Regions from separate parts of the Mus musculus genome. Here all the other regions are linked to region 5. A link is a contact called in public Hi-C and promoter capture Hi-C data. All regions are on one chromosome and are shown on one strand. The core of a region is the stretch at or near the end of the contact, and the rest is flanking DNA. Distances in the headings are between cores, read along the strand shown. Region 1 holds the start of Jph2 (junctophilin 2). Region 2 holds the start of Pkig (protein kinase inhibitor, gamma). Region 3 holds the start of Ralgapb (Ral GTPase activating protein, beta subunit (non-catalytic)). Region 4 overlaps Dhx35 (DEAH (Asp-Glu-Ala-His) box polypeptide 35). Region 5 holds the start of Chd6 (chromodomain helicase DNA binding protein 6). Region 6 holds the start of Actr5 (ARP5 actin-related protein 5). Region 7 holds the start of Dhx35 (DEAH (Asp-Glu-Ala-His) box polypeptide 35).

What was found. Promoter capture Hi-C pulls out the DNA fragments that hold promoters and counts their contacts. Hi-C and Micro-C count contacts between places; a contact is called where the count stands out from the background.
Region 1: a promoter capture Hi-C map of hippocampal neurons shows a contact between it and region 5, with 7 times the contacts expected there. The contact joins the promoter of Jph2 here to the promoter of Chd6 in region 5. A contact is called at or near these places in 4 of 39 promoter capture datasets (the 3T3-L1 cell line, cranial neural crest, hippocampal neurons and 1 more) and 2 of 115 datasets of contacts at active chromatin or transcription factors (astrocytes and embryonic stem cells).
Region 2: a promoter capture Hi-C map of cranial neural crest shows a contact between it and region 5. The contact joins the promoter of Pkig here to the promoter of Chd6 in region 5. A contact is called at or near these places in 2 of 39 promoter capture datasets (cranial neural crest and frontonasal cranial neural crest) and 2 of 115 datasets of contacts at active chromatin or transcription factors (embryonic forebrain and epiblast stem cells).
Region 3: a contact with region 5 is called in a promoter capture Hi-C map of pre-B cells, with 4 times the contacts expected there. The contact joins the promoter of Ralgapb here to the promoter of Chd6 in region 5. A contact is called at or near these places in 3 of 39 promoter capture datasets (cranial neural crest, liver and pre-B cells).
Region 4: a contact with region 5 is called in a promoter capture Hi-C map of embryonic stem cells, with 3 times the contacts expected there. The contact joins the enhancer-like site here to the promoter of Chd6 in region 5. A contact is called at or near these places in 4 of 39 promoter capture datasets (the C10 cell line, embryonic stem cells, hippocampal neurons and 1 more) and 2 of 115 datasets of contacts at active chromatin or transcription factors (astrocytes and neural tube).
Region 6: a promoter capture Hi-C map of pre-B cells shows a contact between it and region 5, with 5 times the contacts expected there. The contact joins the promoter of Actr5 here to the promoter of Chd6 in region 5. A contact is called at or near these places in 4 of 39 promoter capture datasets (the C10 cell line, embryonic stem cells, frontonasal cranial neural crest and 1 more) and 3 of 9 other capture datasets (adipose tissue, liver and pancreatic islet).
Region 7: a Hi-C map of B cells shows a contact between it and region 5, with 8 read pairs. The contact joins the promoter of Dhx35 here to the promoter of Chd6 in region 5. A contact is called at or near these places in 5 of 39 promoter capture datasets (cranial neural crest, embryonic stem cells, hippocampal neurons and 2 more), 2 of 484 Hi-C or Micro-C datasets (B cells and CD4 T cells), 2 of 115 datasets of contacts at active chromatin or transcription factors (astrocytes and large pre-B cells) and 3 of 9 other capture datasets (adipose tissue, liver and pancreatic islet).

What each region holds. Positions count from the first base shown.
Region 1 is chr2:163,396,522-163,399,739 of GRCm38.p6, reverse strand. It overlaps Jph2 (junctophilin 2), which reads left to right and starts at 1,767. Exons shown (of 6, transcript NM_021566.2): 1 at 1,767-2,592. The coding sequence starts at 2,214.
Region 2 is chr2:163,657,026-163,659,896 of GRCm38.p6, reverse strand. Pkig (protein kinase inhibitor, gamma) reads right to left here and starts at 1,511. Exons shown (of 4, transcript NM_001039391.2): 1 at 1,405-1,511.
Region 3 is chr2:158,408,393-158,411,419 of GRCm38.p6, reverse strand. It overlaps Ralgapb (Ral GTPase activating protein, beta subunit (non-catalytic)), which reads right to left and starts at 1,567. Exons shown (of 30, transcript NM_001291138.1): 1 at 1,317-1,567.
Region 4 is chr2:158,831,879-158,835,114 of GRCm38.p6, reverse strand. It overlaps Dhx35 (DEAH (Asp-Glu-Ala-His) box polypeptide 35), which reads right to left. Exons shown (of 22, transcript NM_001372513.1): 13 at 121-245. Among named protein-coding and RNA genes, the nearest start is that of Dhx35, 39 kb to the right of the region's middle. Within about 2 kb of position 1,579, at least 48 of the 459 cell types and tissues checked have an H3K27ac peak or open chromatin away from gene starts, as enhancers often do. A contact at or near this core is called in astrocytes and embryonic stem cells, where this site is marked.
Region 5 is chr2:161,107,687-161,110,669 of GRCm38.p6, reverse strand. It overlaps Chd6 (chromodomain helicase DNA binding protein 6), which reads left to right and starts at 1,584. Exons shown (of 37, transcript NM_173368.3): 1 at 1,584-1,681.
Region 6 is chr2:158,623,443-158,626,647 of GRCm38.p6, reverse strand. It overlaps Actr5 (ARP5 actin-related protein 5), which reads right to left and starts at 1,735. Exons shown (of 9, transcript NM_175419.4): 1 at 1,132-1,735; 2 at 92-321. The coding sequence starts at 1,506.
Region 7 is chr2:158,793,285-158,796,378 of GRCm38.p6, reverse strand. Dhx35 (DEAH (Asp-Glu-Ala-His) box polypeptide 35) reads right to left here and starts at 1,572. Exons shown (of 22, transcript NM_001372513.1): 1 at 1,451-1,572. The coding sequence starts at 1,490.

The DNA.
Region 1 (3,218 bases), core at 518-3,017, 2.3 Mb before region 5:
CATTGTAGTGATTGACGGACTCTCAGAGACAATCACTCTCTTTCTATTTGACTGTCCATTTCCTTGTCCTGTGACTGCCTATCTGGAAAGAGTTTGGAAAAGAGTGGGGGCGGGGCAGGTGTTTTTAGCGGGGGAACTGCCTGATCAGGCTGAAGGTCCACCTGGACAGGGTGCCAGCCACCTGGCCGAGATGATGGCCGGTGTGGAGGCTGGTACTGAAATGTGGACCAAGAGGACTTTGTAAGGTCAGTGGCTACATAATCATGAGAAGCAGCAACTAGCAGGGACCGTTATCAGCAGAGTGGAAAGCAGAGAACACAGTCTTCCCATTTCTAAAACAAGGAAATGAATGCAGTGACGTTCAGTGGCCAAAACCATCATGGGATTTGGGAATGCGTCAGACAGACGTGGTAGAAGTCAGATAACTGTCTCACGCTCCCTTGGACCTCAGCTTTTTTCTTTTAGTTTCTTCTTTTCTTTCTTTGTTTCCTGTTTCTTTCTTTGTTTCCTTGTTTCTTTCTTTGTCTCTTTCTTCCTTCCTTCCTTCCTTCCTTCCTTCCTTCCTTCCTTTCTTTCTTTCTTTCTTTCTTTCTTTCTTTCTTCGGTGATTTCTAACCTTCCTCCATTCCAGCCATGTTATGAACACACACACACACGCACACACACACACACACACACACACACACACACACACACTTCCATGAGCAGGAAGGAGACTTTCCTCCCCTCTGCACTCCTCACACAGGCTGTGGGCTGTGGTGGAGTGAGATTCATTTTAGAAATATTCAGGATCGTTATTTTTGCAATATTCCCCTTCCCAAGCTTGCTTCTGCCCCAGCTCCTTAAGAGCACATAAGGCCAGGCTTCAGCGGCTCCTGTGGCAGGAGCAAAAGGCTTTGGTGAATTTCTAGCACCCAGGTCTCCACCAACTTCTAGTAAGAAGAAATACATCTCCAAGACAATGAAGACACCGTGGTCTTGGCTGAGGACTGTCAGCCCTAGAAGTGCTTTACACTCCCCCAACCCCCTCTCATGGGTTCTGGGGTTCGAATGCATGACAAGTACTTTATCAACTGATCCATATCCCCTGCCTCCTGAACTAGTTCCCTTTATCAGGGTTCTCCCCCAGTTTTCTGAGCTAGGGCTGGGGTAGAAAATGTAAGCCCAGAATGCCTGCTTGTTTGCGTTTGCACCCTGGTTAGACCCTCTCTGATCATTCTGAGTTCCACTCTGCTTTCAAAGGCATATGTGCAACCGTCCTCCATTCCTTTCTCTGTAGGTCACTGGATTCTTCAATGGGATTGGCAGAGGGACCAAAGCCCCAGGTCCTGCCTCGGCATGCTCGAAGTGGTAGGGCCCCATGTCTGCCACCCCCTGAACTCTGGGGATACAAAGTGGCCCTGGATAAGATGGTCTGCTGGTCTCCGTCTCTTCTCCCTGCCTGCGGAACCTGGGGACTTCTAGATGGGAGGCAGCTCTGATCCACAAGAAGGCAAGCCACCAAGTAGCTAAGCTGTCCACACTTCGTTCTCAGATTTCCTGCTCAGCCCCCTCGGGCCACTGCCTGGGTCTGCAGGCCCAGCGGATTGGAAGCCCCCCTCCCTCCCTCCGGCTCTGAAGGAGGCTGGGCCAGCCAGGGGGTTATTTTGGGAGCAGCTTCTGAGATCCAATGGCCTTGTTAGGGCAACACTGACCTTTCTATCCTGGGAGGAAGGCAGGGCTGGAGAAGGGGCGGGGCAGCTGGGAGATCTGAGCCGCATGCCCACTGGGGTGGATGAGAAGGGGGCCAGCGGCTGCTTCAGGGTGGGTGGCGACAATTTAGCCTCGGCTGGGCTGCTAAACCGGGAACTGTCCCTCTTTGAAAAGACAGGACCCCTCAACTCCTTTCGTTGCTTTTCTTAAGGAGAGCACACCAGACTCCATGGAAGCTGGACCTGGGACGCTTTGTGGGAACTTGGAGTCTCTTCGGTCGGCTTCCTTTTCAAGTTGCTGCCTTGTTGGGGTGACTGAGGAGGCCTCCCAGCCATGGCACTGACCAGCGCCCCCACTGCTGACTTGGCCTTTGGGCTTTTGCTGCCTCTGTTGGCATCTTGCTTTTTTCCACCTCTAGCCCGGTGGTGAGTCTAGGGGCTCAACCTGAAGGTGCCTGGAGAACATCAGGTACCCCTACGCCCAAGCTGGAGGACGGAGGAGTTGTCAGGAGCGAGGATGAGATGAGCGGGGGCCGCTTTGACTTTGATGATGGCGGGGCGTATTGTGGGGGCTGGGAAGGGGGAAAGGCACACGGGCACGGACTGTGCACCGGCCCCAAGGGCCAGGGTGAATACTCGGGCTCCTGGAATTTTGGCTTTGAAGTGGCAGGCGTCTATACCTGGCCCAGTGGGAATACCTTTGAGGGATATTGGAGCCAGGGCAAACGACATGGGCTTGGCATAGAGACCAAGGGGCGCTGGCTCTACAAGGGGGAGTGGACGCATGGCTTTAAGGGGCGCTACGGAATCCGGCAGAGCACAAACAGTGGTGCCAAGTACGAGGGCACTTGGAATAACGGCCTACAGGACGGCTATGGCACGGAGACCTACGCAGACGGAGGTGAGTCTTGCTCATCCCGCAGAGCTTGAGGGGGGTCCTGAAGGGACGGTGGGGAACAGCAGTGTAGTTGGCAAAGAAATAGATGGTCTAAGGTGATAGTTCCTGTGTGGCTTTGGGTAAGCTACTCTGCCTCTCTGTATCCATTTTCTTATCAGAAAAGGTAGGGCACTAAGGCAGTTCTTGAGGACCAGCAGGACTGAAGAGTACAAGGCTGTCCTACAGATGGACACTTGATAGGATGTAATCACTTCTCTTTACTCTCGAGGTATGTAAGCAGCTAGATTTTAGCTTGTGTTTTAGCAGAACTGGGGGCTGGCCTCAACTTTGCTATGAAAAAATTTTCACGGGGTAGATCATAAGAGTGTTTATTCATTCGTTTCTCCATCCATCTATCCATCCAACCACCCAACTTTCATCCACCCATCCCTCCACCCACACATCCACCCATCCATCCTTCTCCCATTCACTCATCCGTCTACTCACCCATCCCATCCACCAGCCCACCCATCCCTTCTTGCATTTACCCAGCTTACATCTACCTGTCTACCCACCCACCCACCCACCCACTCATTCATCCATCCCTTCATCCATTCACCTAGCAGCTATTTACCTATTCATCCATTCAT
Region 2 (2,871 bases), core at 262-2,761, 2.5 Mb before region 5:
TAACCACTGAGCCATCTCGCCTGCCCCGAAACCTCTAATCTTGCTAAAGCGAGTATGTAGTTTTAATAATGAAAAAAAGGTCTAAGATAATTGTCAATATCTGTTTTTTTTTTTGTTTTGAATCGCCATAAAGAACTGGCTGCAAAGCAAAAAATAATAGCAAGGAGACCAAAGAGGGTGAGAGGTCTACTTCTGATCAAGGGCGCGCATAGAATCGCGGAAGCGCATGCGCACACGCTCACCCGCTTCTAATTAGACGCCTCTGCAAGCTCACAAACTCAGGAGCAGAGACATGAGAGTCAGGAGTTCAAGGCAAAGCCTCAGCTACACAGCAGCATTAATCAAGACCAGACTGTAGGCCACAAAATCCTGTATTAAAACAAACAAATCCCTTGAGGGTTCACAAAAAATAAAAAGCAAACATCCTAAAACTTTACCCATAACGCCACCTCCGACCCTAAAAAAAGTCTGTCAAGAAGAGCCGAGGCTTATCCTTCAAACATCAAGTAGACACTCTTGCTACCTTTTGGACTCCCTTCCAGCCTGAAATTCTTGGGAGAGTCTCTAGAAGTTTGGCTGTCTCCTCAAGGCACCGTTTTCCTAACACTAGGCACACACACCAGACTAGTCTTCTGGCCAAGACAAAAGGCAAGCTACATACCTCCTTTTGGAAGTAACCTTCTAGTGTAATCCTCTCTCTCTGATCACCTCTGAAGGTCTACAACAGCCTCCACTGCATTCAGCTTCCTGTACGTGTAAAACCATAGCTCAAATTACACCAAAAACCAGTCCATAGGTCAGTTTCCTACGGGCAGGAGTGGAGTTCCCTAAGGACAAGACGTCTCATTCACTTTTTTTTTTTTTTAAACCGCTGGCGATCAGCCCAGGCCCTGGTTCTCAATAAATACTCAATGATGCTCCTCGTAGTAGTAACAAGAAAAGCGCCCATGTAGTGAGGATTTTAAATATAAAAACACGTTTTGATCATCTTATAAGACAGGTATTATTATCCCCATTGTGCAGGTGAGAAAACTGACTCAGAAATAAGTCCGATCTCGCCGACCTCCCACCACCACCACCAACGAAGAGCGACACACGCAGACGTTCTCTTCAGTTCCTAGCTACTCCGCGACCAACCCTCATAAAATAGGAGCTTTTTAAAAATTACTATTTAAAAGGAAAACTTTCGAGTGAGGCTCCAGAGATACATAGGAATAAAAGCGGAAAGCGCACCCACCCGAACTCGGCCGGGGTCAGAGGGCGTCGCAGGCGCCAGCTCGCGGGCCCAAGGGACAAAGGTCCGGCCCTCTGTCCTTGCCTGGCGTCCCCGCGACCCGTTCCTCGCCGGTCGCCCGGCGGACCGCTCCTCTCCGGGTCACGTTCACCCGCTCTACCGCCGCTTACCTGCCGCCTTGTCGCCTCGTAGAGCCCCGGCCGCCGGCGCGAGCGCCTCCCCGGGGCCGCCTGGCGCCCGCAGCCCGCCGCCGAGCCGTTGCCTAGGCGACGCGACTGCCGAACTCCCGCGTCGCTTGCTCTACGGCGGCCGGGAAGGGACGCGACTGGGAGCAATGGGCGGAGGAAGGAAAGCGGTCCTGAGGCTGGGGTCTTAGCTCTCCAGAGAGGTGGCCAGTGAAAGATGAGCATGGAGGCCATCGAGGCTCTAGGTGAGGGCTTGTCCCTCGGATGTTTATGCCACCAGATGTAGCTTTTTTTTTTTTAATTACTTTTTTGATGGTGGTACACATGCTCTATTACTGAGCTACAAGCCCAGCCCTCTGACTGAAAATAAAGACTAGAAAAATTGATGTGGAGTGACAAATTCCTCTGTCATAATCTCTGAAACGAAGGGGTGTGGCAAAAAAGTAAAAGTTTTTTGTTTTTGTTTTTTTTTGGGGGGGGGGGCACGAAAATTTAAACACCAGAATTAATTTCAGCATGGGAAATAATTAATTCATATTCAGCAATTAGGTTTCCTGGGGGAAATCCTGCAAATATAAGGGACCCTAAGTTCAAAGGGTGCTCCTAGCTGGTGTGGAGCTCGTATCCACTTGGGGGAAAAACTATGAATTAGACTAAATCTGAATTCAGATTAAATCAGTTGATTGCTACCACTAACAGAATCACAGCCTTGGATGGCAGCCTTAGAGCCAAATCAAAAGATTGCCTTGCCAAGGAGTGGCTAAAGGAAGGGTTTACAAAGATGGACATCAGCAGTGGGCATCACAGTTATCTCATGCTTGGTGGAACCCACAGCTGGGGGAAGAACTGGCTTTCCTCCTCTCAGTTGTTTCTCATCCCACTGTACAGAGGGAAAGGGTCCGCCTCATCCCAGTCCCAGAGCCATAAGCAGGTTTACAGAAGCCAGAGCAAAGGGGTTGACTACCTCACAGAAGCAATGTCCTGTTTCCTCTTCTTGTCTCACATAGGGAAGGCCTGTAGGCCCCTAGGATTCTCCTGCATTTTAGGTCAGAATGGCTTCTTAAGCTATTTAAGGAGTTCTTGGTACACCTTAAGTTCCTTAGTTATTATAGGAGAGTCACATATAAATTGTCACACAAGCTAGACCACTCAGGGGAAATGGAAAGTGTCATTAATGACTGAGAGAGTGGTTTCTTCCAGGACAGCCAGGGCTACACAGAGAAACCCGGTCTCGAAACAAACAAACAAACAAACAAACATATCACTAACTTGGGGCTATGTGGTTAAGAGGACCTATCACACTCCCAGAAAACCCTGTTTCAATTCCCAGCAACTGCATGATACCTAACAGCTGTCTGTAGCTCCAGTTTCAGGGGATTTTTATGTCCTCTGGCCTCTGTGGGCACCAGGCACATACATGGTGCACAGACATGCATGTAGACGAAACATTCA
Region 3 (3,027 bases), core at 318-2,817, 2.7 Mb after region 5:
AGGATCTTGAAGGGACTGTTGAGAGCTGGGCAATAGACAGAATTGATGCATATGAGAAGGTGTATGTGTTCGGGTAGGGTGCTGAGAAAACACGGAGGCCTGTCTTGTAGAAAGAACAGTGTATGCAAAAGTCCAGAGGCTAGAGAAACCATAACCATGAGTGCCGTATATTATGGGAAATTGTAAACCAACAGTTTTTGCAAGGAATGTATACATTTTTTTTAAAAGCTCTGCTAAGAATCCATAATTGGGTCTCACCCTCAAGGAGGCCTACCTACCAAAGGGGTGGTAGTCTGTGGATCTAAGGAAAAGTTCTCTCTTAGTGAACAGCTACCATCCTAGCACTCAGGAGGCTGAGGCAGAGAAATGGAGAGTTCCAGCAATAGAACAAGGGCGCGCTGGGGGGAAGGGAGTGACAATATGAATTTCTGCCAGTGGAATCCACGATCTTAACAAGCATCCTCCTGCACACATAAACTGGAGAGGCACTGTCAGACCTCTGAGATTACATGCTTTCACACTTGTCAAACCTCACTATAGCCCAGAACCACTAGGGGATCTCCGGAAAGACAAATACTAGAAAGATACTAGTATTTGTCTCCCCCTACCCTCTAGACATGGTGGTTTAATTAGTTTGAGGTGCTATGGCACCAGGAATCTTTTCAAAACTCCCCAAGTGATTTTTACCGTGCATCAAAGTTGGACATCCAATGACCTAATTGGTTAAGAACCTGGATCGGACTGTCAAGGCTGCTTGAGTTCAAATTACCCAGCTCTATGACCTTGGGCACCAAAGGCGCCCGATCGCTCTGGGCCTCGGTTGCCTGGTCCGTAGAATGGGGTAACAGTCCTGCCGTGCAGGGTGCTCAAATTCCCTATCTGGCCTGGGCCTGGCGGAAAGCAAGCATTTGCGGAGGGTGGCTGTTTACTCTCCTCGCAAGCGTCACCGTGCCCTGGGCAGTAGCATCCTCACCGGACGGCAGCAACTCCACCTGCCCCTCGGTGGACCGCATCCTCCCCGGAGTTGCCGCTGCCACTCCAGACCCGCCCCTGTCCCCAGGCTGCCAGGGGGGCGCTCCGCCAGTCCGACCCTCCCGGGTTCGCTCACACCCGGCAGAATCCGCGGGCCAGGACTGTGCTCCCGCGCCCGGTGCGGCCACTTCAGAACCCAGGAATGCGCCCGCCGACGCTCGGCCCCGGGAGCAGCGGAGGTTCAAAGAGCCCCTGCCTCAGTAGCTGCTGAGGAGAGGGAAAAAAAAAAAAAAAAGCACGGCGAGAGGGGAGGGTCCGGCCGCACCGCGCCGGCCGCCGCGTACCTGAGGCGACGGGCGGGGCCCGCATCGCTGGGCGGGCGCACCGCGGGCCGCACTCGGCCTGCCGCCTCACGCGACCCGCGCCATCCGGCCCGCGCTGCCACTGCCCCGGCCGGCCCTCCACCGGCAGTCAGTCCGTCCACCCGTCAGTGACTCTCCCAGGGCGCCCAGGGGACGACGAACACCGGTCGCTTGGCCGGCCGGCTGGGCTCCGTTCAAGCAACTTCCGACTGCCAGGGGCGGTGGCGTCAAATAATTCCCCAGCCGAAGGGACTACTGCGCCTGCGCGGCGCTGCTGACCCGCGACTTCTGAAGGGACCGAGTGGGCAGCGTCAAATAAGTCTCCGAGCCTGGAGCCGGAAGCTGCGCGTGCGCAGCCGTCCCAGAGGGCCGCGCGAAGCGCGATTGCCCACACCGCCCCCTTTCGGGCTTCGGTGGAGTGGGAGGAGTAAAGTGACGGACACTTACGTCATCGCGGTGCCAGCTCCAGAAGCAATCTGGCTTCTACATGTTCTTAGTGCAGAAGAGTAAGGGGCTTCTCTATGAAAAGTTGGCTACCATTCAGGCTAAAGGAATGTCTCACATCTCAGCATTGTAGCTCTTCCTTTGCCCAGCCCCTTATTACATGGGCGCAGCATTATTATGGGCAATGTCCTCGCCAGGCCTGACGTGCTTTAAAAGGATGATTCAGAACCTGTCACCAACGAGTTGTATCTGATCGGGGAGATAAGCTATTACTAACAAGAGATACAAGTTCGAGCACCTGCCATGCACCGGACGTTTTGCAAACAGTACCACTGTCAAGAATTTCGTTTCAACTTCCACGAGGAAAGTAACAACATTTTAGACGTACTCCCCACGTGTCAGGCTGAGAGGAAAGAGGGATGGAGACAGCTTCATAGAGAGCCTGGCCTTGTGACTGACCTTGGAACTCAGAGGTGGAGGGATCAGGGTGTTAGGCTGTGCAAAAAACACATTTGTATGGAAAGCAGAGAAAACGGTGACTGTCATCCTCAGAAGAGACCATGAACCAAGTAGGAGTGAAGAAGAAACTAGTGCCCTCGTAGAAGAGATAAAACAAGGATTCTTTAAGACCACAACCTCACCTACAGGAAGAGGGGAAGGGGTGGGTAACAATGTGCCAGGACAGTGTGTGGATGAAGCAGTAAAGTTCAATTAGACAGTTTTTGATAAGTGCTTTATCACATGGTCACTATTCCAAGCCCCTCTCTCCTTCCCACTTCTACACTACAGAGGCCAAAAAGCAAAGCCCCCTCCCCTGCTTGACAGCATACCAGTGAAACAAAGTTCTAGTCCATAAAGCATAAACCAAAGTTCCAAGGGAGACTTAGGATATAAAGGAAGTCCTGAGAAATTTTGTGTCCTTCAACTTTCCCCAACTTCATGATTGGAACCATGGTATAATACAATGCCAGGAGATGTGGCAGTCATTCTGAGATCTTGCAGAAGACTCTACTATAAATGTAAAACAAGGCAAAGAAACCTGCCTCTTTAGGACACACCAAGGAAACTGCATGGACTCTGTACTCCTTTCCTGCTTTAAAGAGGGTGGTGGGCCTTATTTATACCACAATCCATTGAGTTTTCTGTTACTTGCGACCACATTCCTAACACCGAATATTGAACATCTATGGAAGATCAGACTGATAGGGTTGAAGAGGAGTGGGTGATGGGAATTGGAAAAGTGACAGAC
Region 4 (3,236 bases), core at 330-2,829, 2.3 Mb after region 5:
ACCCTGGATAGGACCAAGCGGCATACGGTGTTTCAGCTATGTGAGGAAGAAAGATGGCATGCCTGACCAGTGTCCTTCCACCATACCCACATGAGCCCCTCAACCAGAAGCAGGACTTACAGACATGAAGTGGAACCTGAGGACATTGTCTATCCCTAGGGCTTTTAGCTGCAGGATGACGGGGGCCAAATTGCTGCGCTGCATCTCAGGGACGGTGGACTGAGGTAGCTGGTCAAAGGCTTCCTCTAAGGATAGGAAATCAGAAACAGATCAAACGTGACACTCAAATGCACCTGTACATCGGCAGAGTCCACCTTCTCTACCGTGAACAAGAGCTCTGGGATTCTGGGACCACATGTACAACATTATGATACAAAGTTATTTTTACGTTTAGGAAGGACGTTCTACTTCAAAAGCATAGAGAGTTGAACAGTACCCCTTTACAAAAGCACTCTCCTTTACTTCCAAACCTTGCTTTTCAAATGCTTTTGTCAGCAAAACGAAAGTAGCAAGCATTTGGGTAATTACTCTCAGGCCCAGTTGCTGTTCACTCTGCATAAGGCAGAGCGCTTCAAGGAAGCAAGAACAGCAAAATAAGCAAAGAAAAATGTAAAAATAAATCACCAGAGCTGCCCTAGACTCTGAAGAAGGATCTCATCACAGAGAGCAGAATTCATACAAACCTAGTTTTTAAACCAAGGAGCCAAATGCAGTCACACCCAGGATCCTGTACTTGCTTGTCCCACAGGAACAAAAGGTGACCTCAAACCGGAGAAGCACCCCGAGGCACAGAGATGGGGGAGGAGGGGAAGGATAGAGAGTCAGGGGAGGACTTTCTGAAAACCAGATCAAAGGGTGGGGAGAAAGGAAGGCTTTTCTGAAATCACTTTCCCTGTGTATTCAGAAAGCCTATGGATTACACGCCAAACCCTCCCATGTAAGTCAACGCTGTACTGACCGCTGTACAGATACACACCCTCCTTACACACAAGCATCACGAAGTCTCCATTTAGACCAGAAGGCTGCAGTTAACTAGAGAGGAAAATGAATTACAGCCAAGTCTCCTGGAGAAACACTACTATCTGTAAGAACTTTAGAAAGGTTTTCCTGAGAAAAGAGACAACCAATATTCTGGACTGTGTAACATAAATTGCCAAATGCATGGGTCTAGCGGGAAGGTTCTAGATGGCAAGCAAGGAAAGAAGTTCTTTAGCTTTAAGAACATTGTGGTTACTGTTCTGTTACCAAGACAACCACATTCCCCAGGCACACCACTGACCAAGGCAGAAACAAGTCATTAGCTGAGAGGCTGGTCCCACTGAGAAGATGCTGAGAGAAGCAGGTGTTGATTCTCAGAGACAAAAAGATGTGATGACACAGGAAAGCTGCAAAGGCCCCAGAGCCAGGGGCACAGAGGTCAAGAGGGGCAGAGGCCTCACGCAATGGCCCTGGAGACTTCAGAGGTAGGAGGGACCTGGATCAAGACCAAAAAACAGGCCCAAGAGGGACATATGCCCCTGCCGTGGACCATGGGAGGCTCAGGAAAGAGATGAGCAGAAACTGAGAAAAGCTACACAGGAGCTGCCAAGAGTATCAGGAGGATCTTTGTGGTTATAGTACTGTTACCAGGACAACTACACTCCCCAGGCACACCACTGGCCAAGGCAGAAACAAGTCACTAGCTGAAAGGCCGGCCTCTCTGAGAAGATACAAAGACAGACAAGCCCAAGGCATCAGAGGTATGCATGGCAAAGCGGGAAGCAGATCACGTGTCTAAGAACGGAGTAGCTGAGAACCAGGCAGAGTAGGAGTGAGAGCAGAGGAGCTAAGGAGAAGCCTTGGAAAGTTCTGGAACACCAAATTATCTGAGTAAAGAAGAGCTGCAGGCTCTGAAGATCTGCTGGCAATCTGAAGGGTGGGCACTAACCGTTGCTTACTGTCCCTGGTCTTTCCCAACCACGCCCTTGCTAAAGCAGCTACGACTAAAGGCTCAGTGACCTTCCACCCAGATCCACTTGCCCAGCTTCAGTCCGTATCTTATCACATGGCTTCTTTGACACCAAATGCCGGTGTCCATTTCCACTTTAAAAAAATCATTTGAGTTAGAGCTGGAAGATGGCTCAGCGGTTAAAAGCAAATGCAGAGGTGCCAGGTTCAGCTCGCAGCCCCCATGTGCCAGCTAAGACTCACCTGCAATTCCTATTCCAGTAACACTCCTCTGACCACCTCAGCACCAGGCACACATGTACTGCACAGACAGACATGCAGGCACAACACACAAAATAAAATTACCTAAAACTAAAAATATTGCTGAGAATGGTGGTGCCTGTCTTTACGTCCCAGACCTTGAGAGGCAACGGTAGGGAGATCTCGGAGGCTGAGGCCAGCCTAGGCTCCACAGAGAAATCCTGCCTCAAAAATAAATAATTCCTTAGCCACACAATTACTATACCTACAACTCTGCAATTCCTCAAAGAAATAAAGGTTCCCCTTCATGTCCCAAGTCTACCCACACACTTACATCCAGCCCCACTAATCCCTAGGAAACCGCGTAAAAGAGGAATGGAAAGACAGCGTAAGTGGGTGCTGGACACAGGAGGGCATTAATGACTTGGAACTCCATCTGCACACTAAGAAGGCAGGAAGGTAAGCTCTGTGGGCATGGGCAGTGGGGGTGGTGGATGTCTCAGAACCACTCCCAGTGAAAGAGACAGACAGACAGACAGACAGCAGCTCTGGAACATCATGGTACCTGTGCCTAGCAGTGCCAGCAGGCTGAGAGGAAAGCTCATTAAAGGCCAGGACTGTCTACCAGAATTTCACTCTGTGCCCTCAGAAGTTAGCACGGCTTGTGATACAGAACTGAGCCAACTATTTGCCATCCATGAATGATTCTCAGGAGAACTCTGCAAAGGCAAGCGGGGATCTGATGGGCCGTGCCTCTGGGTTCAGGAGCTGTAAGAACACAGCCCATTAAGCAGAAAGACAACACTTGATGCACAAGTCTATGCTCAGGGGTCTGACACAAGGCCCAACATTAGGTTAGAATGGAGGTGGTAGGCAGGAGGTGGTTCACTGAGCCAGCTGGGGAATCCTAGCAAAGGAAGGAAGGAAGTGGTGGGGTCCCTGGGAGAGCTGGATTTGACAGTGAGTTCTGCCAGGAGGGACAAATGTCTGCCCTGGGATCCAAAGCCCAGGCTACTCTAAGAAAATCCAAAGTTGTTAAGAAACACCAT
Region 5 (2,983 bases), core at 335-2,834:
AAAATATGCCCTACTGGCTTACCTATAGTCTGATCAAGGCTCCCTCCTCTGATGACTCTAGTTTGTGTCAAGTTGGCATAAAACTAGCTAGTACAAGAAGCAGGACCCAGAAGAGAATTAGGGCCATTGGCTGAAAGACATAAGACAACCAGGACTTCTAAGAAGCTAAACATATTCTCTTAGGGAGTACAGGAAGGCTCTGTTAACATTGTGATTACCCTTGACACACTCATACCACCCTCATCCTAAACAATTCTGACAAACTGCTCTTGGAGTCATCAGACTCAGATCATTCCTGCTTTAATTAAGATAAAGTGAGCTTTTAAAGTCAGAGTCCAGCCAGTTTTGGACTTTTTTTTCTTCTTCTTTTATTTAAGTATTCACTGGGGAAACACTCCAGATGGGACAGGCAGGAGTGAAGAGGAAAAGTGATCACCAGGTCCCAGAGTAGGGAGGATGCTATGAGGAATATTTAGCTAGGCAGGATAGGCTCTAAATTCCTCCTTGCCCTAATTGTTCCTCCCCCATCTCTGGTCTGATGTCCTTCCTCCCGCCATCTGTTTTCTTTATGGCATTTATCACTACCTGCCTCTGTGTTCATTTATTTATTTTATTTATTGCTTTTCCTTTGCCTGTTCGGTGAGTGCAAGGGCTTTGTCCTATTGACCGCTACATCCTCCGTCTCAGATCAATGTCAGGTATTTAGTGGGCACTTAAAAATTAGCTGCTAAAAAACGAATTACGGAAGACAACAATTGGTTGAATCTCTGTCATATGCTAGGCCCTGTCCTTGAGGATGCTACAAGGATGGTAGTGGAGATAGGCCCGAAAATAAACACACCATGGTTCCACTCCTGATGTTACTGAAGCATATCCAATGCGCTGCAGGATCCTCAGGGCTGGAAAACTCCCGGGGTGTGCAGGGCCCTGGGAAGACGTTCCTAGTATGCTAGGGAGCCAGGCGGATCTGCAGTATAAGCAGCTGGAGACTGACGACCCGGCTCCTCGCTTCCCTCGGCCTCTCAGCATCTTCTTTTTCCTGTCCGTTGGGACCTTCACCTCTCCTCGAGTGCGCGTTGCAGGATCTGGGCGCCGGCGGGGCGCTCACGTCGTGGGACCCCAGTACATCTTCTCCCACCTCCGGAGAGCCAATCCCGGGTTTTCCAGCTTGCTTGCCCACTACCTGCGAGACCTCCACCTGCAGGTTGAGCCCCAGCCGCGGGCCAGCGCCCAGGTCCTCGCCCCCTGCTTGCAAAACAGAGCGCAGCACCCCGCCCCGCCCCCTCCGCCTGCGGGACCCCAGCCCCGCCCCGCCCCCGCGGCCCGGCCGCTTCATTCCGGGGGGGCGGGCCGGGAGCTGCGCTGTCTGCAAGGCGGGGAGATCTAGGCTGGGAGGCGGAGCGGCTCCGACATCGACCAATCACCGCTGCGATCACATCCATGCAAATACGAGCACAATGGAGCAAGCCCATCACTCGCTCCTGCAAGCAAGCTTGAAACGGGCTTCTGTCTGATCGGCAGCCCACACGACCAATGAACCTGTGTTTTGGGCAGGCGAAACCCAATAGCGCGGCAGGGAAGGCGGGCCCAAGCTGGGTTAGGGTGTCCTTGCAGGGTGTCTGAGCTAAACTTCACCAAATAATAGCTGTTTGTATTTTGGCTGCTGCAGGAGCCATTTTAGGTAAGTTCTTCTCTTAACTTTTTATTTTCCTGCCTGGCCCCGACAAGCTGGGCTTGCCCGCGGGGACCCTGTCTCCGCCCCGCTGGCCGGGATGGGGCTGCCCTATGAATGGAGCGGGGCTGAGGGGCCGCGGCGGCGCGAGGCCCGGCCGGGCAGGGGTCCGAGCGCGGCCGCGGGCGTTCGGCCAGGCCGAGGGCCCCGAGGCCTGAGGCGAGGGGTTTGGCGTCCGCCCCTCCCGGCTGCCGCGCGCTCTGGCCGCCCGCCCTCCGTCCTTGGGAGAGCGCCACTGCGGGGCCACGCGCCCAGGCTTGGGGTCCTGCTTCAGACCCCAAGCGCGGGCCTTTGCGGCGGGGCGGGGCCTGCCAAGGCTTCCCAGGGGACCCCGGCGGCCCACGGCGCGTGAGGGCCACCCCCGCGCCCGCCAGCCGCTACCGCCCCCGCGGAGAAGTTGCTCCGCTCCGCGTCCTGCGTCTGTTTGCAGGGGTGGAGGAGGGTGGGCCGGTGCCAGGCTGCTGCTCCGGGAGGGGGCGGGGGCCCCGGCGCGTCCCCGGGTCGCGCGCCCCTCCGGCCGGCTCCTCACGCACTAACGCGCACTCGCCCCCGAAAATTTGAGCCCTCAAGACTCCAAGCCACCAAGCTACCCCGCTGCCAAGTTTGGTGCGTTATTAGATTGCATGTTAGAGCTTGCAAAGAAATTAGAGAGAGGGAATATGAAAAAAAAAAAAAGAAAAAAATCTGTTTCCTTCAGGGTATTTATTTCTCTTCTCTGTTGAGAAGTAACGGAGGAATGTCCTTCCTAAAATTTCCAGGGACCATGCCTGTCAGATGTGGAGAGGGGTTGGCAGCTCCTTGGGTTTTAAAACGAGGTTATTAGGAAATCCCCGCACTAGTGAGATAATTGAAATGTGAGTTTGTTTGCAGCTTCAGTTTTATTTGATCCAATTAAAAATGCATAAGCATGCACTTTATATTTGTGTACATAGAGTATTCCTAGTTTCAGTTATGACTAATATGACTGTGGTTTCACGAGTGTGGGATCTAATAAGGCAGTATAATTCAATTTTGAGCTCGTAGGCCCGTGTTCTCCAAATTAGGCTTTATAGACCATTAGTAATCTGGCCAAGGTTTCTAGAGAGTCTCTGGCATCTCTGAGCATCTTTCTCCGGGGCTTGTTTGTGCCTTTTTTGCCACCCCTCAAGAAACTGTTCATTTCTGCTGTAACAGATCCATGAACAGAGAAAATAGATATTTTAAATATTGACAGTTTTCAAGAGTGTCTGAAATATTTTGCCTAGGATTTGA
Region 6 (3,205 bases), core at 486-2,985, 2.5 Mb after region 5:
CCAGACTTTCCAACAGGCACCTTTTACGTCCCATGATTCCAGGCAGCCCTAAAACGATGCTTCTCCCACACAATGCCACGGCACAGCTCACCTCCCTTCCAAGACCGGTAAGATGTGTGTGCACTGGTAGCCGGATGAAATGATGAGGCCGCTGGAAAGGGCATTCTTGGGCACGTTGTGGTAGAAGCTGAAGAGGCTGTCTATCCCATAGGCAACCTTCGGGATCCTGTAGCATTCGAAAAGGAGCTCCGACATCATTTGACGGGAGTAGAGGGGGTTACACACAGCCTCTGTCAGAACTATGGGATGATCAACGCAGCCCTACTTTGAAAGACAAGCACAAAGAGACAAACGGAAGCATGCATGAAATGCAAAAATAACCCCAAATCCTTACGCAGGACAGAATTTACTTTTGAACTCTAATTTAAAACACGAGGTCGTGGAGGGAGACACTCAAGGCCAGACACGAGGACTAGAGAGAACACATTAGAACCCAACTCTGTTTCCCAGCACCTAATCTCTGACTCCAGTCACAGAAGATCACCTGCCTAAGGCACCTACACTCTTGTACACATTCTCACACATATAACTTTGAAATAATACATCTTTTAAAAGGTGCTCACGGGCCATTTTAAAGAATACATTTCATCTCTATTGGAGATTATTTTGGGAAGCCAAAATAACATGATCAATTTAAGCTTTTCGTAGGTCTGTCTGTCTGTTGGTTTTTTGTTTTTTTAAGATAAGGTTTCTCTGTGTAGCCCTGGCTGGCCTTGAACTCACAAACATCTGCCTGCTTCTGCCTACCGAGTGCCCGGATTAAAGGGCCGTGAACCCATGCCCGGTTCATTTTAAGTTTATTAAGTCAAGCTTTGGCTAAACTGTTAACTGATAAACCCCGTTGGTTTTATCTTCAAAATACTTCCAGGATCGGACTGGTGCTGGTAAAACTCATCTCACTTGGACTATTGCAAACTGGACCCTTGTGCCTGAGACAGCCCATCCTCTGGAAGATAAAGACTTCGTGGTGTACCCTTAGCTCCTAGCACAAGGCTGACGAACTTGTGTTCAATACCCTACTGCCTGGCATGACGGCTGAAGCCGAGCGCGCCCTGCCCGGCAGGCCCTCACCTGCGAGGAGACGCCGAGGTGCTGGAAGCTGTAGTCCAGCAGCAGTTCCTGCAGTTCCAGGTTGACCGGGACGTTGCGATCGAAGGGCGAGCGCAGCATCCAGCGCAGAGGCTCCAGGCTTCCCAGCGCGTTGCCCACCTGCGGCCCCGGCCCGCCGCGCGCCCCGCCGCGGCCGCGCGCACACACGGCGCGGAACTGCAGGCGAGGCTCGGGACCGGGGTCCGGCCCGGGGCACGCCCACCCGGCCCGAGCCTGGAACGACCCGTTGTCCAGCACCAGAGGCACCGGCTGCGACCCGAAGGCCACCGGCCCGGCTTCGAGCACGGGATCCGGAGCAGAGCGGGCATCTCGGAAGCGGAACACGTTGGCCTCCATCTTGGCCAGCGCCGGTCCCGCCCCGAAGCCGAGTGCGTCACGAAACCCCGGGCCGCGTCTGAGTCTCTGGGCCCCGAAGCGTCCGGAAGCCTCCTCCTTACGGGAGGACTCGCTGGTTTCAGCACCTGATTCCCGCCTGGCGCTCCAGAACTTTCTGTGGGTTTCTATTCCCCGCTGATCCAGGCCTCAAGTCCAACCGTAGCTCCAGCTTGTCCGCAACAGCCTCCTTGTGGCCACGCCTCTTCGCGCTAACTGGCTGTCCACGAGCCCCGCCCCCAGCTCCGAACATGGAGGCGTAGCCACGCCCCTTGCTCTAACTAAGGGACCAAAGGCTCCACCCACACTGGGCTGGACTCCGCCCCTCCCTGTCCCCTTACTCTCCCTTGGTCTCTGTCTGCATAGCCTTGCAGATCTAGCCCTTAGTTTTGTGACCGTGTTAAGCTAATCTCCTTCCCCTTTGACTTCTTTTTCTGTTCATTTGTTTATTTATTGCGTGATGGGTGTGGGAGCGTGCCAAGATGCCTGTTCTCTTCACCCAATAGGTTCCAGGGATGGAACTCAGGGCCCTCAAGGGCCCAGTCAAACTCCAAACTCTGAGGTACTACTAACTTCAGTTTCTGGGAGTGGCAGCTAAAATGAATATTTAGTGAGTTTGTAAAAATTCATCAAGCTGTCTACTTAAGATTGAATATTTCACTTTTTGTTTTGTTTTGTTTGGTTTGCTTTTTTGAGACAGGGTTTCTCTGTGTAGTTCTGGTTATCTTGAACTTACTCTGTAGACCAGGCTGGCCTCGAACTCAGAAATCCGCCTGCCTCTGCCTCCCAAGTGCTGGGATTAAAGGCGTGTGCCACCACTGCCCTGCTTTGTTTTTGGTTTTGTCTTTGTTTTTGTTTTTAATCATGTCGTTGTATCTCATGCTGGCCTTCAACTCTCAGCCATCCTCCTGTTCCAGCCTTTTATGTATTAGGGTTATTGACATCTCACACACACACACACACACACACACACACACACACACACAGATACACACACAGACACACCAGTTTACCCCTTGTTTTGGAGTGCATTCTATAAAAGCTTCTGGAATACAGAAGAGGATATGGGAGATAATTTTTTTGAGACTGGATCAAGTGGGAGATAATTTTTTTGAGACTGGATTAAGTGTCTTCATTTTATCCATTGCCTGATTGAACATTTGACTGAATTCCTACCAGGACGGCTCCACCCGATAAGATTGCCCTGAAAGCCTGCTGACCATCCTCCCCTCTCCCACCCACCACCCAGCTTGCAGCTGTTGTTTGGGGCTTAGACACCCTGATCACCACTCCAGCATTGTTTTTTTTTTCTCTTTCCTCTTTCCCCAAGCACGCCACGACAACTCAAGTTTTCTGTTTTCTTGATTGCTGTATTTTCTTTCTTCTTTTAAGCTTTAGCCCTGCACTTTGAAGGCTGGTTTATTTACATGACGTTTTAAGAAAAGTGGCAAAAAAAAAAAAAAAAAAGCCGGCCTTGGTGGCGCACGCCTTTAATCCCAGCCCTCAGGAGGCAGAGGCAGGCAGATTTCTGAGTTCGAGGCCAGCCTGGTCTACAAAGTGAGTTCAGGACAGCCAGGGTTATACAGAGAAACCCTGTCTCGAAAAACAAAAAAACAAAGAAAGAAAGAAAGAAGGAAGGAAGGAAGGAAGGAAGGAAGGAAGG
Region 7 (3,094 bases), core at 323-2,822, 2.3 Mb after region 5:
ACACGTAACTTGGAGAGCACACCTTGAGAGCTGAGCCCAGGCATGTACGTGTTCACGACCTGACTGACGACAGAAGTGTACTCTCGATACAGTAATGGACTAAACAATGGGACAGACTTGTAGAACAGTTCAGAACAGTTCCAGGTTCTTTAACCAAAATGGTACCCGGGTCTGAGTTTTGGCAATTTATCCAAGCCTCTATTAGACTTAACTCTTTGGTCTGCTGGTTAACTCTTGAATAAGTTGGTAACTCATTACTTACTGGGGTGGACAATCAGCTGATGCCTGAAAATGCTGAGTCATGAAAGTGACAAACGAGAGAGTCAGGGTATGTCTTTGTGACCCTGGCTGTCCTGGAATATACACCAGACTGGCCTCAAATTCAAGAGATCCTCCTGCCTCTGCCTCCCAAGTGTTGGGATTACAGCCATGGACTACCATATCCAGTTCAGATTTAAAAAAAAAAAAATAATTATGTGTCACCTTCATGAGTTTATTTCTCTAACACTTAGGCACATGGTCAGATTTCCAGGGAGCATCTAAAACACTCTTTAAAAGCTGTCCCTTGTTGCCTTTTCTGTCTCAAACTATCATCATCACAATATAATGTATACACCCAGATCTTCTGGAGTGCAGGTAGAGGAGAAAAAAAGAAAATGTGTAAAAAAGTAAGGGCAGAGGCTGGTACCAGTTAAGAAACAGTGTTTTGGTTTAGCTTGGTTTGGTTTAGTTTATAAGAAAAGCGTGAACAAAAGGCGCATCCTACACAGATCATGGTCTGGTATTTCAACAAGAACCCGACCTGAGAAAATGCAAAAACAAAAGATGGTGACTTGTTAGCCTACAAAACAGGAAAAGTGACAGCCACTAGGAAGGAGGGCGTTCACTTTGTGGTAAACATTCAGAGTGGGCAAGACCTACCCTAAAACACTGGAATACATTTTCTCTTTTATGAGCCATTAAGTCGGACTACGTACTCCCCCTACTCCACGCCCACGGGACAGGTGTTCGTATTCCGCCCACTTCCCAGGTGAGGGGAGCGATGTTCTGAGGGATGGGGGCAGAGTTCAAGGTTCTCCATCTACTGATGCAAGGCAGAGAGGCAGCCTTGAACCTGGGCGCTCTGACTCCATAACCCAAGCTTCTAAGCCACTGAGCTGCACTGCCTCTCGAGCCCCAATGCTGCCCCAGGACTTCAGCAAGATACACACGGGCGCTTCAGGACTCTACATCTCAAGAGGTGCCGAGGAGGCTAAGAAACTCCAACAAGGTCACCCAGAGTTTCCGCCCAGCTTAGGGAGGCCTTTGACTTCCTCCGGACCACCGTGGGCTGCAGCATCCTTGCGCGCGGAGGAGTGGTGCCCAGCCCTCCCCCGGTCAGGCCCACGGGTGGGTCCCCAGGCCGAAAGTCATGTCCGGGCATCTACCCAGGCTCCCTGCCCTGCCTTACCCGGTTTCCAGAATTTCACTGGTCCCAAGGGCGCAGCCATGCTGGGGTGAAAGGTCACGAAGAAGACTCCGCCCCTCTAGACCCGCGCGAGTCCCTCCGGGCTCAAGGGGCGTGGCCCGCCAGCAGCCTCCGCGGGGGCTGCGGGGGGCGGGTAGAGCGAAAAGAAGCCACGCCTTCCGGCAACACCCCCCCCCCCCACTATGGATCACGTGATCGCAGCTCGCTTTGGCTTGCCTTTGAGGGCCTCTCCTTGGCCCACGTGATGCCGCGCGGCCATATTGTCTCTCGGATTGGCTGCTCTACCCTGCTTGGACACTCTGGGTTGCCACTAACTTCTAGGAATGCGCTGCTGTGTTCCCAGGCTGTCACTCACCAGCGTTAAGAGTGTGAGCAGAGGCTGGGTTTCCCCGGTGAACTGAGAGATGCTCGTGTTTACATGCTATCGCAGCTGCGTCTCTTTTAGTCTCCTATTTTCATACTGAGAGATAATAGCGGTAACGACCTCCTGCGTCTGATGATTCAGTTAATGCTGCTGTGTTCCCTGGAACTGTAGCTTCTTGTTTCCCAGGCGAGGGTGGGGCTGGGTAAACTGTAAATGAATAAACGCTGGATAAACAGAATGATGCTTATTATCAGCAAGTAAAGCCGAAATGATACAGGCAACTTGTGGTCTTCAGAGAAATGTCGCAAAGTGGGAACGCAGGAGCACATTGGGCCGGAAGATGAGACTAGAAATCAGATCAGTGAGGCCAGTGCATTCACCCAGTGTTCCCTCCAAGGCAACCGTTTATAAATCAAATGCTCTTTTTCTACCTCCCCATCCCCCACCCCCACCTCCCGCACATCAAGTCATTGCAGGACTAGGTGCATCCTCTCCCACTAAGACAAGACAAGTCAGCCCAGTTAGGGGAATGGGCTCTGCAGGCAGGCAACAGACTCGGGGATAGCCCCTGCTCCAGTTGTTGGGGGACTCTGCATCAGATACAGCCCATGCTCGCTCTTTGGTTGGTAGTTCAGTCCCTGAGAGCCCCCAAGGGTCCAGGTTAGTTGACTCTGGTGGTCTTCCTTTGGAGGCCCTGTCCTCTTCTGGGCCCTCAGTCCTTCCCCCAACTCTTCCACACACTCCTCCCCCACTCCCACCCCCATCCTCAAGCTCCATTTAATATTTGGCTGTGGGTCTCTGCATCTGTTTCCATCCTCTACTGGATGGAACAGTTGTGCTGGGCTCAAGGAAGCCACAAATTAAGAGGCTTTAAAATCTATACATTTTTAGAGCTCCAAAAGAAAATGCTTCATTCTTTGAGGGAAATGGCAAATTACGGAAAGCGTTGGAAACAAGTAACCCTGATTCAGAATCCTTAGCTTGCCCATCACCTGGCTGACATTTAAGCTCAGTTGTAAACTGAGCTTTAAAGAAGTGTTAAAGGAGATGAGGGGCAGAGGACCTAACACAGTGCAAGACACTGCAGGCACTAGGTCGGAATCGGCTCTCATTAGCTCAACTGCCAGGGCAAATATACCACACGAGCAAAATCTGAGTTTATGTCACGTTCGTTTCTAGATTTGATTTGTTTCCTTAATAATTAAATGAAGTTCAGCACATGCTAATCCTTCTGTGGAGAATGCTTCACCCCTGCTTTAGAT